Linked DNA regions of Mus musculus: regions 2 and 3 are each linked to region 1. A link is a contact called in public ChIA-PET and HiChIP or PLAC-seq data. All regions are on one chromosome and are shown on one strand. Each heading gives the region's core, a stretch centred on a gene start, on an enhancer-like site or on the middle of the called end of the contact. The rest is flanking DNA. Distances are from core to core; before and after follow the strand shown.

The links. HiChIP or PLAC-seq counts read pairs in DNA pulled down with a chosen protein or histone mark. ChIA-PET counts read pairs in DNA pulled down with a chosen protein or histone mark.
Region 2: a contact with region 1 is called in an H3K27ac ChIA-PET map of liver, with 4 times the contacts expected there. The contact joins two enhancer-like sites. A contact is called at or near these places in 5 of 484 Hi-C or Micro-C datasets (liver and pancreatic cancer cells) and 2 of 115 datasets of contacts at active chromatin or transcription factors (heart atrium and liver).
Region 3: a CTCF HiChIP or PLAC-seq map of the NIH/3T3 cell line shows a contact between it and region 1, with 10 read pairs. The contact joins two enhancer-like sites. A contact is called at or near these places in 1 of 15 datasets of contacts at CTCF or cohesin (the NIH/3T3 cell line) and 1 of 484 Hi-C or Micro-C datasets (nephron progenitors).

The regions. Positions count from the first base shown.
Region 1 is chr3:60,407,216-60,410,084 of GRCm38.p6, reverse strand. No RefSeq gene overlaps it. Among named protein-coding and RNA genes, the nearest start is that of Mbnl1, 93 kb to the left of the region's middle. Within about 2 kb of position 1,349, at least 225 of the 459 cell types and tissues checked have an H3K27ac peak or open chromatin away from gene starts, as enhancers often do. A contact at or near this core is called in the NIH/3T3 cell line and liver, where this site is marked.
Region 2 is chr3:60,167,277-60,170,145 of GRCm38.p6, reverse strand. No RefSeq gene overlaps it. Among named protein-coding and RNA genes, the nearest start is that of Gm24382, 41 kb to the right of the region's middle. Within about 2 kb of position 1,430, at least 38 of the 459 cell types and tissues checked have an H3K27ac peak or open chromatin away from gene starts, as enhancers often do. A contact at or near this core is called in liver, where this site is marked.
Region 3 is chr3:60,194,813-60,197,681 of GRCm38.p6, reverse strand. No RefSeq gene overlaps it. Among named protein-coding and RNA genes, the nearest start is that of Gm24382, 68 kb to the right of the region's middle. Within about 2 kb of position 1,466, at least 11 of the 459 cell types and tissues checked have an H3K27ac peak or open chromatin away from gene starts, as enhancers often do. A contact at or near this core is called in the NIH/3T3 cell line, where this site is marked.

The DNA of each region.
Region 1 (2,869 bases), core at 100-2,599:
CATTACTACACAAACTAAAACTTCCCATAGCCATTACTAATTTTTATAGTTTGGACACAGTGGTATTCTTTTTCAACTTTTCTTACTTGGGTCAAAACTCTAAATAATTTACCTAATTGGAAATATAAGAAACTTAAAACATATGTACAGTCTCACTATATAAACTACTGGGCTTCGAAGGACTAAACTGCTCTCCAGACACTCAGTGAGTCCCATTTACAAAGAGCAATAACTTTGCAGGATAACAGTCATTTATTATTGTCATGATTTAGCCAGTGTCTGAGCATCTCAACTTTTCTTAAAGATTTTGGAGTTTTTAAAAATAAATTATAAATTATATATTGTCTTTGTAGTTCATTAACCAGAAAACAAAATGCATGATTACAAATCTGGTATTTCCATACTTGATAATTAACATAAAAAAATCCCATTTCTTACCAAGAAGTGAAAAAGGACTATCATGTTTCCAATTAAAGCTACATTTTAAAAATGCACTACATCCATGTATACAGCTGTGCATTCTGTAAATCATCTTAGATATCCTCAAGTGCTCTGTGTTGCTTTAGATTGATATTGGTGAACTGATCCTGTCAGCTGCTCTGGAACACAGCTGAGAACATGGGCCCTGCACTGCCCCTGTAACTTGTGATCTCACAACTTCTTTGGTGGGGAGCTGGCAAAAGGGATTGCTGTTACTATTCTATTTTAGCTTTTCAGTAAGTGCCAACAAACAAAATTATATTCCTTCCCTTTTATGGCTTTCTTCAAGGTCCTGGACAGCAGAGAAGGCATTTGTGAGGCAGGCAACATTACAGTTAGTGTTAAGTAGCTTATATTTTAACTGCAGGGAATTTGCAATCAGGTCTATACATATTTTGGTTCTTTCTCACAAAGTTACTTGAAAATAGGAAAGAAAAAAGAAGTGTGCTTTATCCCTATTTCTTTTGTTTTTCTTCTGAAATGAGATGACCTTTTAAGAACACCCAGGGAAAGTCTCCTAGTTTGGCAGAGACAGGAAGGACTGAGTCGGGTGGAGTGAAAACGAAAGTAGAGGCAGTCGACACATCTTATTTATATCAAATAATTTTGAAGCAGAAAAGAGAAGTTATTTTCTTTTTGTCACTGAGAGAGGTACTTTCAGCTTCTTCTAAAGGCAGACATGAACAGAGGCTTGGAAGGCATGCAGCCGCTGCTTGGAAAAATGCAAAGGTTTTTTTTTTTTTTTTTTTTTTTCTAGAGTCCTGGTAGCTTGCCACTAAAAACAGTTGCTGCTCCAAGACGTCTGTGGCTCATGCCAGACATTCTATCAACAAAGCAGAGCACTATGGCCTCAGACATGTGTGTGGACTTTTCATGAAGACAACAAAGTGATCTTTAAGATAAGCACGGAGAGCAGAGTCGTGCCACTTAGAACTGGATCAGGAGGGGTCAGCTGGGACCTCTCTGTTCCTGCTCTGATCATACATCCAAAGATCCACTGAAGGGGAGGGACAAGGGCAATCAGCCAATGCTGTGTTCATTTACAGGATTATCACGTTACCTTTCTGGTTACCTTTCTTCAGACGTTACATAAGTAATGTTCTTTAACACAGAAATAGACAGTTTCAGGGATGACAAGAGCTTCTGTTTGCTGGTTAGGTGAGTGAAGTTCACAAAAAGCAAATATGACTGCAATCATGAGCTGCCTGTGAGTAGAGACTTGAGAGAGAGATTTGTTTCATGAAGCAATAAAATATAGTTAAATATGTTTACTTTCAATGGTAAGGAAAGCTTCTGTCAATGTGTATTCCACTTTAGATCAGAAGCAATATTTTCCTCCTGAAAAAAAATACCTCCTTTATCATAGAAATATAAAGACATGAAAGTTTCTTTTATTCCTAAATTGGCTTAAAATATTTCTAGAAAATGGTTTCTGGGTTGAAGGGATGGTTCATTGGTTAAGAACACTTGTTGCTCTTGCCTAGGACCTGGGATTGGTTGCTAACATCCACGTGCCAGTTCACAAATGGCTCTGTAACTCCAGTGTCAGGTGATCTGATGTCCTCTTCTGATGTCCATAGTAGGCACTGTATTCACATGGTGCACACACTGAAAGCAAAAAACTCATACCTGTAAAAATATCTAAGAAGAGAGAGGAAGAGAGAAAGTGAGTGCTATTTCTATAAAGATAAAATGGCATGTCATTGTCATTGAATATTTCTATAGTAGCAATCAACAGCATGTAACTGAATCCAGTCTCTGTGTCAGAGCAGATCACAGTTTGGCCACTTTAAGTGATTCCCCCACTGAAAGCCCTCAGCTATACACTGGCTGTGCCTTTCCCCAGTTTCTAGGTTGAGAAGTATCTGTTTTGCAATCAGGTCTTCTCTCATTAGTCCTGTTTTTCTAGTAATGGCAACTGAAATAGATGCATGTGGTTCTTTCCCTAGGGGGATTATAAACACGTAAAAGAAGGAGGCATAGGTGTATGATGAAATATTGTGTAACCGTTGACTGCTATGTTGCTATTTTCTAATGGCAAAGGAAAAATTACATCATATGACTTGAAGTGAAACAAACATTTAGAAAACATTTTTAAGCATACAAGTCACACACACACACACACACACACACACACACACACACACACACACATATATATATATATATATATTACATGACTTATAGGATTTGGAGATTTATTTTCTTATTTTTCTTTTCCAAATAAGTGGCTACACTTTTTTTATAATCAGCAATCTGTGTAAGTAATTATGAATATTAAAACTAATTTCACAGAAAAACGTAACAATTGGATTTGTGAACCGTGATGAAGCTGTGTGTTTTCAGACCATGTAGCTTACCGAAAACTTGTTTTCTAAGGGGAAGCCGA
Region 2 (2,869 bases), core at 181-2,680, 240 kb after region 1:
TAAATCAAGGCACAAAGCAAGTTCAATAAAGAATGAATAAGAAGGGTAGCTGCTTGGACAGGCACTGGTCCTCATGGAAAAAGCTTTTCTTTTTAGCATCTTCAGAAGGGATGATACAGATCGGGTAACAATTTTCTGAACCCAGGGACATAAATCTTCTCAGCCCTCATAAATTGATCTTTGTGAGGTTTTATCCTGAAGAGCAAACTTTAGCAAAACAAGCAAGCAGGCAGGCAAGCCAACCCTGTCAAGGTGCTGCCAAATATGTGAAATCATGGGACACACATCATTCCAGTCCAGCTTCAGAGGCAACAGCAGCACAGTGGTGTGGGGGAAGGGCAGGGGGATGGGAATTTCTGAGACTTCCTGTACACACTGCCTTCTATCATCTGATCACTCAGAAGTTCTGGCTCTGGAGAGGCTTTTATCAACCAATTAGCAGAAACACCCAAAGCAGCTAGCCCACTTAACTGTTGGGTAAGTCTGTGGCCCCTTTGATGTTTGGCCTTGGCACACCAAGTGGTAATTCACAGAAAGATAAAAAGATTTAGGGCACTAAAAGACTATTCTTAGTAGATTAAAGCCTCGTTGCTAGTTCAATGACAAAGGTCTTTCAATATATATTTTCTTTCCCATCTAGAGTAAATATGCAGTCATCCTATGTAAATAATGAGAGAAAATTACAGCACCGGAGAGGAAGCCAATGAATGAGAAAGAGGTTAAATAACAGTCTAACGCTGAAGGAAAAGAACCTGTGTTTGCTAAGACAAATTTAATATCTTATTCCGACTCTTCCTTCATAAAAATTTTAAAAGTACCAGACATCTTCCCTATAAACCTTTGCTCCATTGGTGGCCCTGTAGTTACTGATTCTTGCGACCAATCCTTCTAACCTTGACTTCATTCTCTTTAGCCATAACAACAACAAAATGTCACCTAAAGGAAATTTAAGTGGAGAAACACAAGAAGACAGTGGATACTACTGATGTGAATTCCTTGAGAAGTGAACACAGTCTCTCTCTCTCTCTCTCTCTCTCTCACACACACACACACACACACACACACACACACACACACACACACACACAAACCTTGAAACTGGAACTGAAACTCAATGAGTGAGCTGCCCTGAGATATGTGAAGACCACTGAAGATGGACAACAGAGAAGGGATAAAAATAGACTTTAAATACAAGAGCTAAGAATGGGATATGGTGAGGGAATGTCAGACCTGAGGATGGCTGAGCAGGAAGAGGCCTTGAAGAGCCTTAGTAGTTTACAGAGGAATAGGGAAGAGGAGAGAAAGCTTGCTAAAAGATTTGTTACATTTCCTGTTATTTCTGTGTTCCTTGGAGGATAAATGTTAAAGCAGGTGCAACACACTTGTTTGTAGAGATTACTGGGTAGTTGATTAACTAGATAGTCTATCTGCTCTTTGTCCTGTGTCAACATAGACTCTTGCAGCCTTTGTTAATTGAAATGCTGATACCTTGGTAGATGGTGCAGTGCTTGTCAAATGTTTGAACCTAAGAACGTTAAATGTAGAAATAACTCTACCTTTGACAGAGATGATTTTAAAACAAGACAACTAAACAAAAACTTTTAAGTGCTTTCTATGAAGGGATAGTAAAATTTAGCATAGTTGTATTTTCTTTTATCTGGAAAGATTAAATACTTTGAAGGCTGTGTTCTGAGTTCCTTAACTCACTCTAATTAGTTGTCTTTGTTGGCAAGCAAGAATGTGAGCAAGTACGGGGACAGATGAAGAAGGAAAATGAAGCACATTGTTTAGCATAAATCTGCATGCTTCCCTGGAGTGTGCACTGCTGTTGTTTTGAGCAGTCTATGACACTAGGCATTGAATGTAACTGTAGGAGAATCTTTGCATCTTTGTAAAGGATTTGCTGATTTTTCCTTCTATTTGGACATTGCATCTTCTGTCTCTTGTTATGTGCTTAGTCAGTTGTCATTGATAAAAAAAAAAAAAAAAAAAAAAAAAAAAGGAAGCCTAGCCAGCCTCTTTTAAAAATTTAGCTTTAATTTTTGGCAATGTTTTTCCATGAGAACTGAGCATGGGAAACACTGTATTCAAGGGAAGAGCAGAGTCCAGGAAAAGGAATGTAACTTGTAGAAATCAATCTTCCTTCTTTCCCCTAGGACCTAGTCCTAGACCTATTTCCTTCAACTCTCTCCAGGGACTTCGCCTGATTAGACCTCAGTTCTTAATCTGATTTTAAAAAAAATCCCTGTATTACAAGATCTCTATGCTTCCTATATGAGCTGGTAGTTTATTTTTAACCATCATGACAACTATTGCAGAACCACACTGTGAAATCAGAACAAAGTGTGCTGGAATCCATGGACCAATCAGCTCTGCATGACGCAAGCTTTTGGAAAACATGAAGGACCTGCAGTGCTATACGCTTTTGATTTTTTGAACTTATAGTATTGGTTTGTTTGTTTTTGTGAAGTCCTACTCCTCTGCCCTCCCTTTCCATACCTGCCCTCCACCATGGAATCCTCCCTCCTAAACAAACCTAAACTAAACTAAGTAAATTTCCCTATTGAAACTGTTATATGTCACAAGGAGTGTCACAGTTTACCTTTCTTTTTTATGTTTCAGTTCTTTTTTTTCTTTTATTGGATATTTTCTTTATTTACATTTCAAATGTTATCACCTTTCCCCTCCAAGAAGCCCCCTATCCCATCCCTTCCCCCCTCCCCCGTGCCTCTATGAGGGTGTGCCCCCACCACTACCTTCCAGCCCTGAAGATACTCCAACATATAACAAGGACACATGCTCCACTATGTTCATTGAACCCTTATTTATAATAGGTTCCAGAAGCTGGAAATAACCCAGATGTCCCTCA
Region 3 (2,869 bases), core at 217-2,716, 210 kb after region 1:
TGGTCAGGGTTCTCTCAAGTCACAGGACTTATGGAATGTCTCTATTTATTAAGGGGATTTATTGTAATGACTTACAGTCTATAGTCCAACTAACCCAACAATGGGCAGTTGTGAATAAAAAGACAAAGGATCAAGTAGTTGCTCAGTCCCATGTGGTTAGTTGTTTGAGTTGGTCTTCTGTAGAAGAAGGTTCTGACAGATGTGCTGACAAGAAAGTATAGGCAATCAAAGAGTGACTACTTCTTCTTTCAATGTCCTTATGTAGGCTTCCAGCAGGTGTGGAGCAGATTAAGGTGTGTGCAGCACCACACCTGGATCTAAAACTTGCTTTGTTCCAGGTTGATCTTGAATTCAGAGATCTGCTTACCTCAGTCTCCTAGACTTGAAGGTGTGTACTACCTTGCATGGGCCTAAGATTTTCATGGCCACTATGCCTCAAGATCTCCATAACAAGATCCATGTCAGAAACTTGTCTTCCATTCCTCAAGATCTGGATCACAGGTAGACCCTCCAGTTCTGGAGTTCATTCTAGATATAATCAAGTTGACAACTAGGAATAGCAGTCACAGATGCCTACCCATGATGGAGAGTAAACATGAAGAAAAGTCTACACAGAGAGTCTATTAAAATGATTTATCTTTCTTTACTGTTGCTAGATATTTTAAATATTTTTATGAAGCTTATTCTCTTTGCTTAACATAGTATATTAATGGGCATATGGATTCTCAGTCTTCATTTTCATGTTGGGCTCACCAAGTATGTGTAAAAAGCCTATTTGTAGTTCTCTTACTATTTGATTTAAGGTCAAGTTTATTCTCAGATTGGGCTGGAGACCCTGAGAGTAAAGAAATAAAATTATGCTTCCCAATGGTCAGTTCCTCTTTTCTAGACTACACTAAATTTATTTTATTGTATAGACTCTTACCCAGATTGGGAGAGAATCACTGATCCATCGGACTCCTCCTTCTCCTCCTCCTTCTCCTCCTCCTCCTCCTCCTTCTCCTCCTCCTCTTCCTCCTCCTCCTCCTCCTCTTTCTCCTCCTCTTCCTCTTCCTCCTCCTCCTCCTCCTCCTCTTCCTCCTCCTCCTCCTCCTATTACCACTACTACTACTACTACTACTACTACTACTACTACTACTATTACTACTACTACTACACACAGGAAGTCTATATATGTATATACATACATATAAACATAATAGAAACTACTGCAATAATTCTTAGATATATTATCAGTAGAAATGCTAATAATATTTATAATTTATAAACATTCTGTAAACTTGGAGGTTGACATATGTTTTGGGGGTGTACATGACTCAACACTCTGCAATGTTGTGAAAAATGGTTACGAGTTGGTAGCTTAATGCAAATTCAGCGTATAGAATAACATAAACTAGAAGGCTGTGCTCTTTCCTAAAATTCCAGGAGTACTTGCCCTGGCTATTCTCAGCACGTAGAAGCTGCCACAATCCATGACTCATAATTTCATTTTTCTTTGCAGGCAGCCTCACTGCATCACAGATCCTACAGTTTATCTGACTCATCAAACTGCAGAAAGGTTCTCCACATTTTAGTAATTAAACAGTTACATTGGATAGAAGCTTTAACTTGATGATAACCTCAATATCCCCATGCCATGTAAAATAAAATTCAGAAATTTCAAAGATTAGGACATGGATAACTTCAGAAAACTGTATTCTGTATGGTCTACTGGGCCAATGTTATTTCAGACCCATAGTTGAAGGCAGATTTGGAGTTCAGTGAGTATTACTATTTTTCCAGAACCTGATGACGGTGTCCTCCTCAATATAAGCAATCTGATACACTCCAGACAAAAGAAGATTCTATCATGGCTCCATTCACTTCTGTGCCTTTTACCTGCTCCACCATCCTCATTGCAAGCTGTAGCTCATCCCATGAGAGCTGCAGAACTTGAAGAGGTGATCTTCTTAAATACTTATTTGAACTCTTTGTCATGCCATAGCACTAGGTAGTTCTTCCTTTGTGTCTCCCCCACCCATCTCTCTCTCTCTCTCGCACACACACACACACAAAGAAAAAACCATAAACATTTTACTAGTATTGGAATTCTTTAAATGAATTGACATAACCATTTATGTAAGAGGCGGGTCAACCAGATGACTAAACTAAAATATAGCCCAGTTGTTTCATGACATATAAGCTCCAAACTATTTTTTAATTAATTTATTTTTTATTACATATTTATTTCATTTACATTTCCAATGCTATCCCAAAAGTCCCCCACACGCTCCCCCACCCACTCTCCCACCCACCCACTCCCACTTCTTGGCCCTGGCTTTCCCCTGTACTGAGGCAGATAAAGTTTGCAAGACCAATGGGCCTCTCTTTCCACTGATGGTCAACTAGGCCATCTTCTGATACATATGCAGCTAGAGACACAATCTCTGAGGGGTACTGGGTAGTTCATATTGTTGTTCCACCTATAGAGTTACAGACCCCTTTACCTCCTTGGTTACTTTCTCTAGCTCCTCCATTGGGGGCCCTGTGATCCATCCAATAGCTGACTGTGAGCATCCAAATCTATGTTTGCTAGGCCCCAGCATAGTTTCACAAGAGACAGCTATATCTGGGTCCTTTCAGCAAACTCTTGCTAATGTATGCAATGGTGTCAGCATTTGGAAGCTGATTATGGGATGGATCCCCGGATATGACAGTCTCTAGATGGTCCATCCTTTCGTCTCAGCTCCAAACTGTGTCTCGGTAACTCCTTCCATGGGTGTTTTGTTCCCAATTCTAAGAAGGGGCAAAGTGTCCACAGTTTGGTCTTTGTTCTTCTTGAGTTTCATGTGTTTAGCAAATTGTATCCTATATCTTGGGTATTTTAAGT